Regions from separate parts of the Mus musculus genome. Here regions 2 and 3 are each linked to region 1. The links are chromatin contacts, called in public Hi-C and HiChIP or PLAC-seq maps. All regions are on one chromosome and are shown on one strand. The core of a region is the stretch at or near the end of the contact, and the rest is flanking DNA. Distances in the headings are between cores, read along the strand shown. Region 1 has its middle 17 kb from the start of Gm35533. Region 2 overlaps Gm20110 (predicted gene, 20110). Region 3 overlaps Poc1b (POC1 centriolar protein B).

Region 1 (3,131 bases), core at 218-2,717:
TCAGTTCTTTCCTGCTTTAACTATGTTCCGTGTGTGTGTTTTTGTATTTTTTCAAATGAGAAGACTTGGAAAGGTTTGCCAGAGGTAGATTTGAAAACCATTCCAGTTAAGTTGTTGGACTTTCAGTTAACTAAGGAAAAGAGAACTGGGAAAGAGATCCTTACTGAAGATTCATAACCCATAGTTATTTGTAAGTGGGTTCATTGTTACCCATAGTTAATTATAATTGTAACTCTAAAAGAATTGTATGTAACATGTCTCATTTTTAAAGTCATACACCTATTATTATTATTATTATTATTATTATTATTATTATCATCATTATTATTATTTTGCCAATTCTTATCTCTTCTAGTGCCTTCCATAGTCTCGGAACAAAGATATCCCTGCCTCTACTGTTCCAGTCTAAATAATAGGTCAGGGATGGAGTGGTGCGAAGCAAAGAAGACCGGAGATACCCAGGTGCACAGCCAGAGTCTAATCATGACATCTTTTCTCCCAGAGCTTTGGAGACTCTGGACAAATCTTTCTGAGCCAAAGTTATCTTTCTCTAAAAATGCTTGGCTAGCAAGATGACCGTGGTATACTGTGGTGCCTGTCCCAAGGATGTTCAGCTAGGATGGACATGACTTCCAGAAACAGCACACTCAGCTGAAAACAACTTCCACTCTAGATGCTTATTTGATTTCAAGACCAGGAACTGCAGTGATTAGAGAGTCTCTCAGCAGCTGCTAGATCTGGGCGGGTCAGTGTGTGCGATTCTGTGCTGCTGGAGCCCCAGGTATCATATCGTATCTGGAAACCTGCAAAACGGGGGAGGGGGCATTTATCTTTGCATGTCTTTCGTGAGGAAGAAATTCTTCCCAGAAGGCGCAAGAACTTCTCTTCTGATTTCATCAGGTTGGTCTGGGTAACATGTGTGTTTCCCAGACCCAACAGAGTTGTGAAAGTGAGCGATGCACATTTCTTTCTTCTTGTGAGAAAGGCACTGTAGCAAAAGAAAAGCTGGGAGGGTCGTGGGTGTAGGGTAGAGAAGCTGTGTGGGCTCTGTGTGCCCTGTGCTGCTCGGCTTAGTGAACATTGGAGAGAGTTAGTTCCTTCCTGCTTCTATTTTCAGCACAATACTTCAAGTGCTCGCAGACCGCAGACTGGTGCCTGACCATTGTCCTTCCGTGAGTGCTGAATGGCCTGCCAGCTCGCAATCCCTTCTCTCAAACCAGGCTGACTTCTGTCCACCATGTAAATTCCTAGTTCTAAAATATAGCGAAACTTCTTAATACAAAAGTAAATCAATAACCAAGCCAAGCCAAACCAAACCAAACAAAAGCAGAAGCTAAACCCAGCAAGGAAAGCTACTTGCCTTCCATGTCAGGCATTCCTCTGGGGTCACGTGCTCTGACAGGAAAGGAGACATGTAAAAGCTTCCATTTTCATCGTCTTGCAATTTTAATAAAGTAAGTGGTGTCTCGAAGCATTTTCCAGCTGGATCCTTTTGTGATGTGTGATATATACTTTATGTTCATGCTGGATGTATTTTTCTCCTCAATCTGTTTTACCCAGGGCGAAAAATGGTTTTTGTTGTTTCAAAAAAAAAAAAAAAAGACATACTAAATATTTTTTCTTTTTTTTTTATTAGATATTTTCTTTATTTCCATTTCAAATGTTATCCCTTTTCCTTGTTTCCCCTCTGAAAAATCCCCTATCCCTTTCCCCCTCCCCCTGCTCACCAACCCATCCACTCCTGCTTCCTGGCCCTGGCATTCCCCCATACTGGGGCATAGAGCCTACTCAGGACCAAGGGCCTCTCCACCTATTGATGACCAACTAGGCCATCCTCTGCTACATATACAGTTAGAGCCATGAGTCAGGCACTGGCAGAGCTTCTCAGGAGACAGCTGTATCAGGTTCCTGTCAGCAAGCTCTTGTTGGCAACCACAATAGTGTGGTTTTGGTGGTTGTTTATGGGATGGATCCCCACGTGGGGCAGTCTCTGGATGGTCATTCCTCCATTCTCTGCTTCACACTAAATATTTTTAATGAATGTCATTTCCTAGTTGCTACAGCAGCAAAGAAAAATAACGTGAGCAAGGACCTTGGAGAAAGAACAAAGCTATCAGTCAGAGGGAGCTAGATTTGAGCTACAGCCCTGAAGACTCTAGAGCTGGTCGCTGTATGTAGAAACTGGGGCCTCCTGCATTTAATAAAATTCTAGGAGCAAAGCAGAGACTACACTAAAATTAGTTGACGATGACAGAGGCCTTAGAAGCTATACCTAGAAAAAAAATGTATAGAAACTTTTAAAGCAAAGCGGGAAAGTATGATGTAGGCTTTCCAACACAAACATTGTGAGTCAGGGAGTTCAAAGACAGATGAGAATACAGACCACACCAAACCAAAGATGCTGCTGACTGTGTAGCTAGAGCCCTGCCTTTCTCGTTGATTATGAAAAAAAGATTGGTACAATTCACAGCATCTGCTGTGACAACATAATGATTATTTATGAATTGACACAATAAAATACACATAGAACCATACATGTACATATGCATATAAATATTTAAATATTTAAAGTGCCCCTTAGCCATAGATACCTGCAAGATGAACATGGTCAAATACAAAAAGTCAATTCTCCAAAGGCCAAGACAGGAAAAAAGTAGCTTTTCAGCTTTACCTTAATAGAGATAAACTCTGATTTTGTGTGTTCCTTATGATAATTACTGGCGTCACTATAATCTCCACACTCCCTAAGCAAAAGCAGATCTCTACGACTTCAAGGCCAGCCTGGTCTTTCTATCAAGTAGCAGGCCTGCCAGGGCAAAATTAGAGGATCCCATATCAAAAACAAAATGAGCAAGCTAAGAAAAGCCTGTGACATTTTTAGTGTCAGCAAACGACAACAGTTTTAAATTTTGGAGTTGGAAGATGAGTTTACTAGTTACAAGAGAAACATTTGCATTATTTGGTATTTATTTTTCAAATATGTCTTACATGTTAATTTATTCCTCTAAAATGTATTACAAGTCTCTATGTGTTATTTTAATTCCATACTGATAGGCTGTTTCTCCGCTGCCAGTGAAATAAGACAATTCAAGCCAGATTAGATTGTATCAAAGGCAGGTTTATTGGGGAGC
Region 2 (3,050 bases), core at 501-3,000, 540 kb before region 1:
CACAGTATACATGTCTCACAGAGCTAAGATATTTCATCTTTTGTTCTTACAATCCTGCCTATCCACTCTTGTTTTTTTCTTTTCTTCTTTTTTTCTCTTCCTCCTCCACCACCACCTCCTCCTCCTCCTCCTCTTTCTCCTCCTCCTCCTCCTCTTTCTCCTCCTCCTCCTTCTCCCCCTCCCCTCCTCCTTCGAGATAGGATTTCTGTGTAGCCCAGGGTTGTCGTAGAACTCACTCTGTAGACCAGGCTAACCTTGAACTTACAGAGACCCTCCTGCCTCCACCTTTCGTGTGCTGGGATTAAAGGCATGCGCCACCACAGCCCGGTACAATCCTTGACTGTTGTCCTCAGTGCACATGTTTCTCTCGGTTATAGTCCAAGAAATGGGTCAAAAGTATGTATGTATTTAAAATTTTGGTGACATAAGCCTATGTTAATTACAGATTGATATATCAAATGACAGAAGTCTTTCCCACTGGTATGGTTAGTGAAACTGATATGTATTTGTGAAGTATTTGACATAATCCCACTTGATGAGACAGAGTCAATTTTCTCCATTTTAATACTTGTTTGAGCATCTTGTTGACACTGGCTGGGCTCCCTTCCCTCTTGTCCCCCCTCCTGTCCCTACCCCATCCCATCCCCTCATCCCTCTCCCCCATTTCCCACCCCCCTAAGAATTCTAAGCCATGCCTGACTCCTAGGAGGGGCTCCTCCGTAAAGAGGAGGCTGTACAGTGGTAATGATACACATGGCGTGTCTGCTTTACAGCACTGCATTGAACAAGGTTTTTATGTGGGTAGAAATGTACACCCATTTTAGTAAAAGTATTAAAGATGTACTAAGCAGACTAAAACTAGCTAAGGCTTCATGGCTCAGAAATAATTAGCATTATCTTTTCGGTTTATATCTTGCCAGCAATAGATTACTTTAAACAATGTTGGGGCTTTGCTACAGCAGTAGTATGCAATCTGTTCTCCCCCACACTTAAAAACATATAAATTTCCTGTCATATCAATATGACATCTCTTCAAAGTTTGGCTGACACAACACATAAACATTTACAACTTTCCATTGACTCCGAAAATTTACAAGGACCTGTGCGTTCGATTTGATTGTGATTACGAACGAATCCAAGGCGGAGAAGCTGAAGGACATGTTTGTGTTTTCTCAGGCACTGAGTAAGAGATCTTCTTTTACTAAGTACCGGCTGCATTCTAAATGATTTGTAACGTATGTGATAAATACGTAATTCTCATCACAACCACTTTCCTAGGCAAGTCCAGTACCACTGACACCAACTCGCAGAGATTCCAGGAGACTGGAGAGCTGGCAGAAGACGCAGAGCCTGCAAATGACGAGGTCTCATTTAGAACGCTTAATGCCTGTAATTGATGTCCCCTGCTCCCCGGTTTACATCTTTTCTTCTTTGTTCAGAGCGTCCAATTTTTCTTCTTTTTAAAATTGCTACTTAAAAGTGTTCGTGTTTTTGCCTCCCCAGTCAAAATAATGTCACATGTGAATTCGGCTCCAAGAGCTACTGAGTTTTTATTCACTTTAAAATTGTATTGAGAGTAATTTCCATGGGGAATTAAATAGAATTCTTCAATTGTTCTCGCTGCTTACAACAGTCCAGTGACCCGTGTCTGTGTTTATTCTTTTTTTATTAACAGAAACGGAACTTTCAGGGAGGGAATAGCCTGGGCTGTCTTTGACCACTAAGGCTAGAGCGCCATCTGTCGGCGATAGAGCGCTAAGGCATTTACTGTGTGACCATCTCAACCACTCACAATCACCATCCTGCCTGAGAGGAAAATTCCCCATTCTAGCAAGCTTTGACCAATCCGGAGCTGAGAGTAGGAACGAATGAGAATCCTTTAGATCTGACTTTAAATTTTAGTTTGAGAGGAAAATTTTACTAGAATATATTTTATACATGGAAACTGTATTTTTATCATATGCTTCCCCCTCTCACACCCCAGGTACCCCCTCCCCCCAGCACATCCGACCCCTTCATGGCCTCTCCAATTTGTTTTGTAACCCTCGTACTGCGTGCTGGGATGCTGAGTGATCTCAGAGGCAATATCTTGTAGAAGTCTTGTGTGGGTAACCAGGTGTCACGTCCAGAAGAGAGCACGTCACAGCATCCGCGTCATCCTATGATTCTTAAATTCCCCTCCCGCATAGGCAACATTCTCTGAACCTTGGACAAAAGATGACATAGTCATCCCTTTTAGGGGAAAACATTCAATAATCTTTTATCTCAGAACCTTGGCCAGTTATGAGTTTCCATATTAGCTATGAACCACTGCACTATTTGGATATTCAGAGCACCGCTAGCCCGTGTGTATATATAAATAAACACCCGGGAGGCAGTTTGACGATGGGTCCCTGTAGCAAGTGAAGGGTAGTTCTCCCCTAGGGCCTATGGCCTCCTGAACCATGAGCTTTTGGCCAGGTTTGCAGTAGTAGGCAGGAGAGAACTCCTGCGTAGCAGACCTCAAATCCAATCAGAATGCAGATGTTCCCGTAACCTTTGTGCCACTTCCTGGATCAGTGGGCAAGTCTAGCTTGGCTCATTGGTATTGTAGCATGCACTGTCCTCTACTGAGTAATATACCATTGGTCACTTTTCTTTCCAACCAGGGTACATAGCATCTTCTGGCACTATGCAATCTAGCCACGAGAGAGGAGGTTTCCACGTTAGTTCCAGTTTTATTTCTCTACGTCTTTGCAACCAAAGTGTGCTGCAGCTCATGCAATAGGGCCTTGCCATTTCCTTCGGGCGGGCAGCCAAGGGCGATGAGGACAGGCTGTGTTGTTTTGTGGGCCTCTGGAACCCCCTTGACCAATAACTCAAAGGGAGGTACCCAATGCTTGACACTGTGGTTTTTATTTAATAATTCTTCCTGTCTTCTGGGGGAAGCATTGTCTACCCATGTACCTCGGTTCAAATTGCTTTTAAATATTATGTGTATCTTAGTTAGCTTGCAAAGTAAGTGGTTTCCAAATGGGTTTTTAACACATCCTCTTTGGTTGACTGGTGCC
Region 3 (3,020 bases), core at 297-2,796, 960 kb before region 1:
GGGATGACTTCATCTCTGACCCTGAGTTTTTAGACCATAGGCAAGGATATTCTCCGGAGGCCTGGGCTCAGAGCCCTCTTTCTTCATATTCGGCAGGTTTTTGGTTGGGGTTTTGGTTGGGTTGGGTTGGGTTGGGTTGGGTTGGGTTGGGTTGGGTTGGGTGGTTTTCTTTTAGTTTCCTCCATAACTGATAGTGCTTTGCTCTGCAGGCAGGCTCGGTTTTTTTTAGCCAGTTTGGGGCCAGGTGTTTGATATCCAGGCCCTACAAGAGCCTCATATGGAGGTGCGCTTACTGTCCCCCTCATGAGCAGGGTCTCAGGCTCTGACGCCGTTGTTTTTTTGTTGTTGTTGTTGTTTTGTTTGCAGACTGTTTCAATTCTGGAGCAGCGACTGTCTTTGACAGAAGATAAGCTGAGAGACTGCCTTGAGAATCAGCAAAAGCTTTTCAGCGCTGTCCAACAGAAGAGCTGAGCAGGGAGGGCCGTGAGCGAGGTCAGGTCAGTCGCCAGAAGACGGGCTCACACACTCTGGAGGTAGCCGAGGCCTTCCACACCCCTGCCACGCACTAACCGATTCTTCAGAGGGTGAGCAACGAAACCGAAAAGGTTCCAGGCATTCTCAGGGACTGACTTAAACACACAAATCAATGTCAAGGATCAAGTTATGCTCCTCCCAGGTCTAATTGCAGTAATAAAGTTATGAACATTTTAATCACCCCATTTCCCCCCTCCCCCATATTATTTGAAATGTCAGCTTTTATTTAACATGCAGATCCCCACCAGGAAAGTAAGCGGACCTCTAGATTTTATTGTTGCACCATCGCAGAATGACCATGCCCAGGCAGTTCCTGAAGGTAATGAATGTGTTTCTTAGGTGAGCACAGCCTTGAGGGGAAACCATTCGCTTGCTTTCAGATAGCATCTGAGATGTAGAAAACTGAGCTGGCTCGTAGTTCTTTCAGGTCAAAAAGAGTCTGCCTTGAAACCATGCTCCCTCCCTCAGTATTGCCACAGCAAGAATCAGCTGCTTGTGATTAGCAAGCGTGCTCACGTGACAAGGCAGGCGTTTTCCTTGTCTGGTGGGAACTGCATGGGACGTGCGCATCTCTGGTGTTACAGGTGAACACACTGAGTGGTCTGGGTCATACTGAACCTGTGGCCACAGCTCACAGAGATTATGCCTGTGTGCTTTCAGTACGCTAAAAAGCCAAAATGATGAAAAGGATGCACACATGAATCACATGTATTATTGCTTAAGGTGATTCTGGTGGCTGAAATAAGTGCATTTTTATTTAGGAAAAAAAAAAGTGCATCGTCTATTTTAGTTTAATGAATTGTGATTTGAAATGAAAATGGGTCAGGCATTCTAAAAGATCTTGAACACAAGTTAAGAACGTTTCTCTATCTTAAACAAAATGGAAATCAAAGTTAAAAAAAAAAAAAGGCAAATTCAAGGCAGCTGGCTCTGGGCACACAGAACAAAGGCCGGCACGGCTGTGTAGCAGGGGCAGATGCCATCTGTGTACAGAAAAATGGAGAAACAATGGTGTGGGAATGGAGAGGTTGTTCTCCAAGCGGTTTCGGTTTTGTGCCTCTGAGCTGCTTTTCTCTTCTGTCTCCTGTGTGTTGTAAGTGCCTTCTCTGTCCTGTGAGTGTAACCATCTTGACATTTTTCCCAGCTCACAAAACTAAGTGGCCATGTATTTTTATACCTTCATTGAGAAGACGACATAAAAAAAAATGAAATGTAATGCCAACTTTTGTTTCCTCTTTTTTATGCTTCAAACAATAAAGACACTTCTCTTTTTTAAAAAGATCAATGTCTTCTCTTTTTTTAAACATTGACAACCTTGTCACTGACCCTATTACCGCAGTCCTGTGGGCCCCAGTGTGCATAGCAAGCTCCTGAAGGGTTCCCAGCTCTCGATCTCTAACCTTATCTCTAGTGCTTGTGACTCATCAGTTGCAGAAGGGGCCCTGCGTCTGTAACAAGCTTAAGCTGATTTGGTTGCTCCAAGCCTGGGGCCCCCATTTAGAGATCAGTGATCCAGCTTCCGCTGGTTCCGTCCCCACAGCCTGAGGGGACCACACTTTCCTCATCGCCACAGAACCTCGATAAGACCAAAAGTCCTAGCCAGGCAATGGTGACGGACAACTTCAATCCCAGCACTCAGGAGGCAGAGGCAGGCTGATCTCTTGGGTTTGAACACAGCCTGGTCTCCAGGATGAGTTCTAGGACAGGCAGGGCTATGCAGAGAAACCTCGGTCTCGGAAAAACAAAGGGGGGGGGGGGCAAAAAGCCCTGAAACTTTTCCAAGAGGGTCGTTTTCTGATTTCCCTACCCCTTTCTCCTTGCTCTTAAGAAATTCCCTCCAGCAACAGCAGCACCTTCTGCTTCCTAACTTGAGTTTCTCCCCTCTGAGCTCCCCAAAGAAGCTGAGCTGCTAACACACACACACACACACACACACACACACACACACACACGTAGTTCCCTCACTGGTACATGGAGGCAGGAGAATGAGGATATCAAGGCAAACCTGGGCTATATTAAAACTTTTGTAGAGATAGGGCCTCAATTATGGAGCTCTAGCTGACTTGGAACTTGCTATGTGGACCTGGCTTGCCTCAAATTCAGAATATCTACCTGCCTGTGACTCCCAAGGGCTGATATTAAAGGCACGAACCACCACGCTTAGAAAAAAACCAAAAAACCCAAAAAGTTCTTCATTGGCATCGCCAAATGCCATCCCAGAACACCACATCACTAGGAGCTCTTTGCTTCATCTTCACCACCTCAAGAGTGACTAACTTCCTTCATTGCCCAGATTCAACACGTGGAGTCATTCTAACGGCTTTGTCTCACTAACAACAGTTCAGCCCTTCAGGAAGGCTTTATCAAGTATATAAAACACCCAGTCACTCCTTACCACCTCCGTTTCGTGAATAATCCAAATCTCTGTCATCTCTATCGCTGTCATCTCTTGCCTGGATCATTTTTCAGGTGACCCATAACTTGTC

Evidence for each region. Hi-C and Micro-C count contacts between places; a contact is called where the count stands out from the background. HiChIP or PLAC-seq counts read pairs in DNA pulled down with a chosen protein or histone mark.
Region 2: a Hi-C map of bone marrow-derived macrophages shows a contact between it and region 1, with 14 read pairs. The contact joins two enhancer-like sites. A contact is called at or near these places in 3 of 39 promoter capture datasets (cranial neural crest, frontonasal cranial neural crest and second pharyngeal arch cranial neural crest), 1 of 15 datasets of contacts at CTCF or cohesin (the NIH/3T3 cell line), 2 of 484 Hi-C or Micro-C datasets (bone marrow-derived macrophages and microglia) and 6 of 115 datasets of contacts at active chromatin or transcription factors (astrocytes, bone marrow-derived macrophages, embryonic stem cells and 2 more).
Region 3: a contact with region 1 is called in an H3K27ac HiChIP or PLAC-seq map of microglia, with 5 times the contacts expected there. The contact joins two enhancer-like sites. A contact is called at or near these places in 2 of 115 datasets of contacts at active chromatin or transcription factors (embryonic stem cells and microglia) and 1 of 9 other capture datasets (embryonic stem cells).

The regions. Positions count from the first base shown.
Region 1 is chr10:100,159,299-100,162,429 of GRCm38.p6, forward strand. No RefSeq gene overlaps it. Among named protein-coding and RNA genes, the nearest start is that of Gm35533, 17 kb to the left of the region's middle. Within about 2 kb of position 1,468, at least 65 of the 459 cell types and tissues checked have an H3K27ac peak or open chromatin away from gene starts, as enhancers often do. A contact at or near this core is called in bone marrow-derived macrophages and microglia, where this site is marked.
Region 2 is chr10:99,617,896-99,620,945 of GRCm38.p6, forward strand. The region is part of intron 1 of Gm20110 (predicted gene, 20110); the gene reads left to right. Among named protein-coding and RNA genes, the nearest start is that of Gm20110, 10 kb to the left of the region's middle. Within about 2 kb of position 1,751, at least 5 of the 459 cell types and tissues checked have an H3K27ac peak or open chromatin away from gene starts, as enhancers often do. A contact at or near this core is called in bone marrow-derived macrophages, where this site is marked.
Region 3 is chr10:99,196,260-99,199,279 of GRCm38.p6, forward strand. Poc1b (POC1 centriolar protein B) reads left to right here. Exons shown (of 12, transcript NM_027740.7): 12 at 367-1,815. The coding sequence ends at 471. Among named protein-coding and RNA genes, the nearest start is that of Gm34574, 34 kb to the right of the region's middle. Within about 2 kb of position 1,547, at least 81 of the 459 cell types and tissues checked have an H3K27ac peak or open chromatin away from gene starts, as enhancers often do. A contact at or near this core is called in microglia, where this site is marked.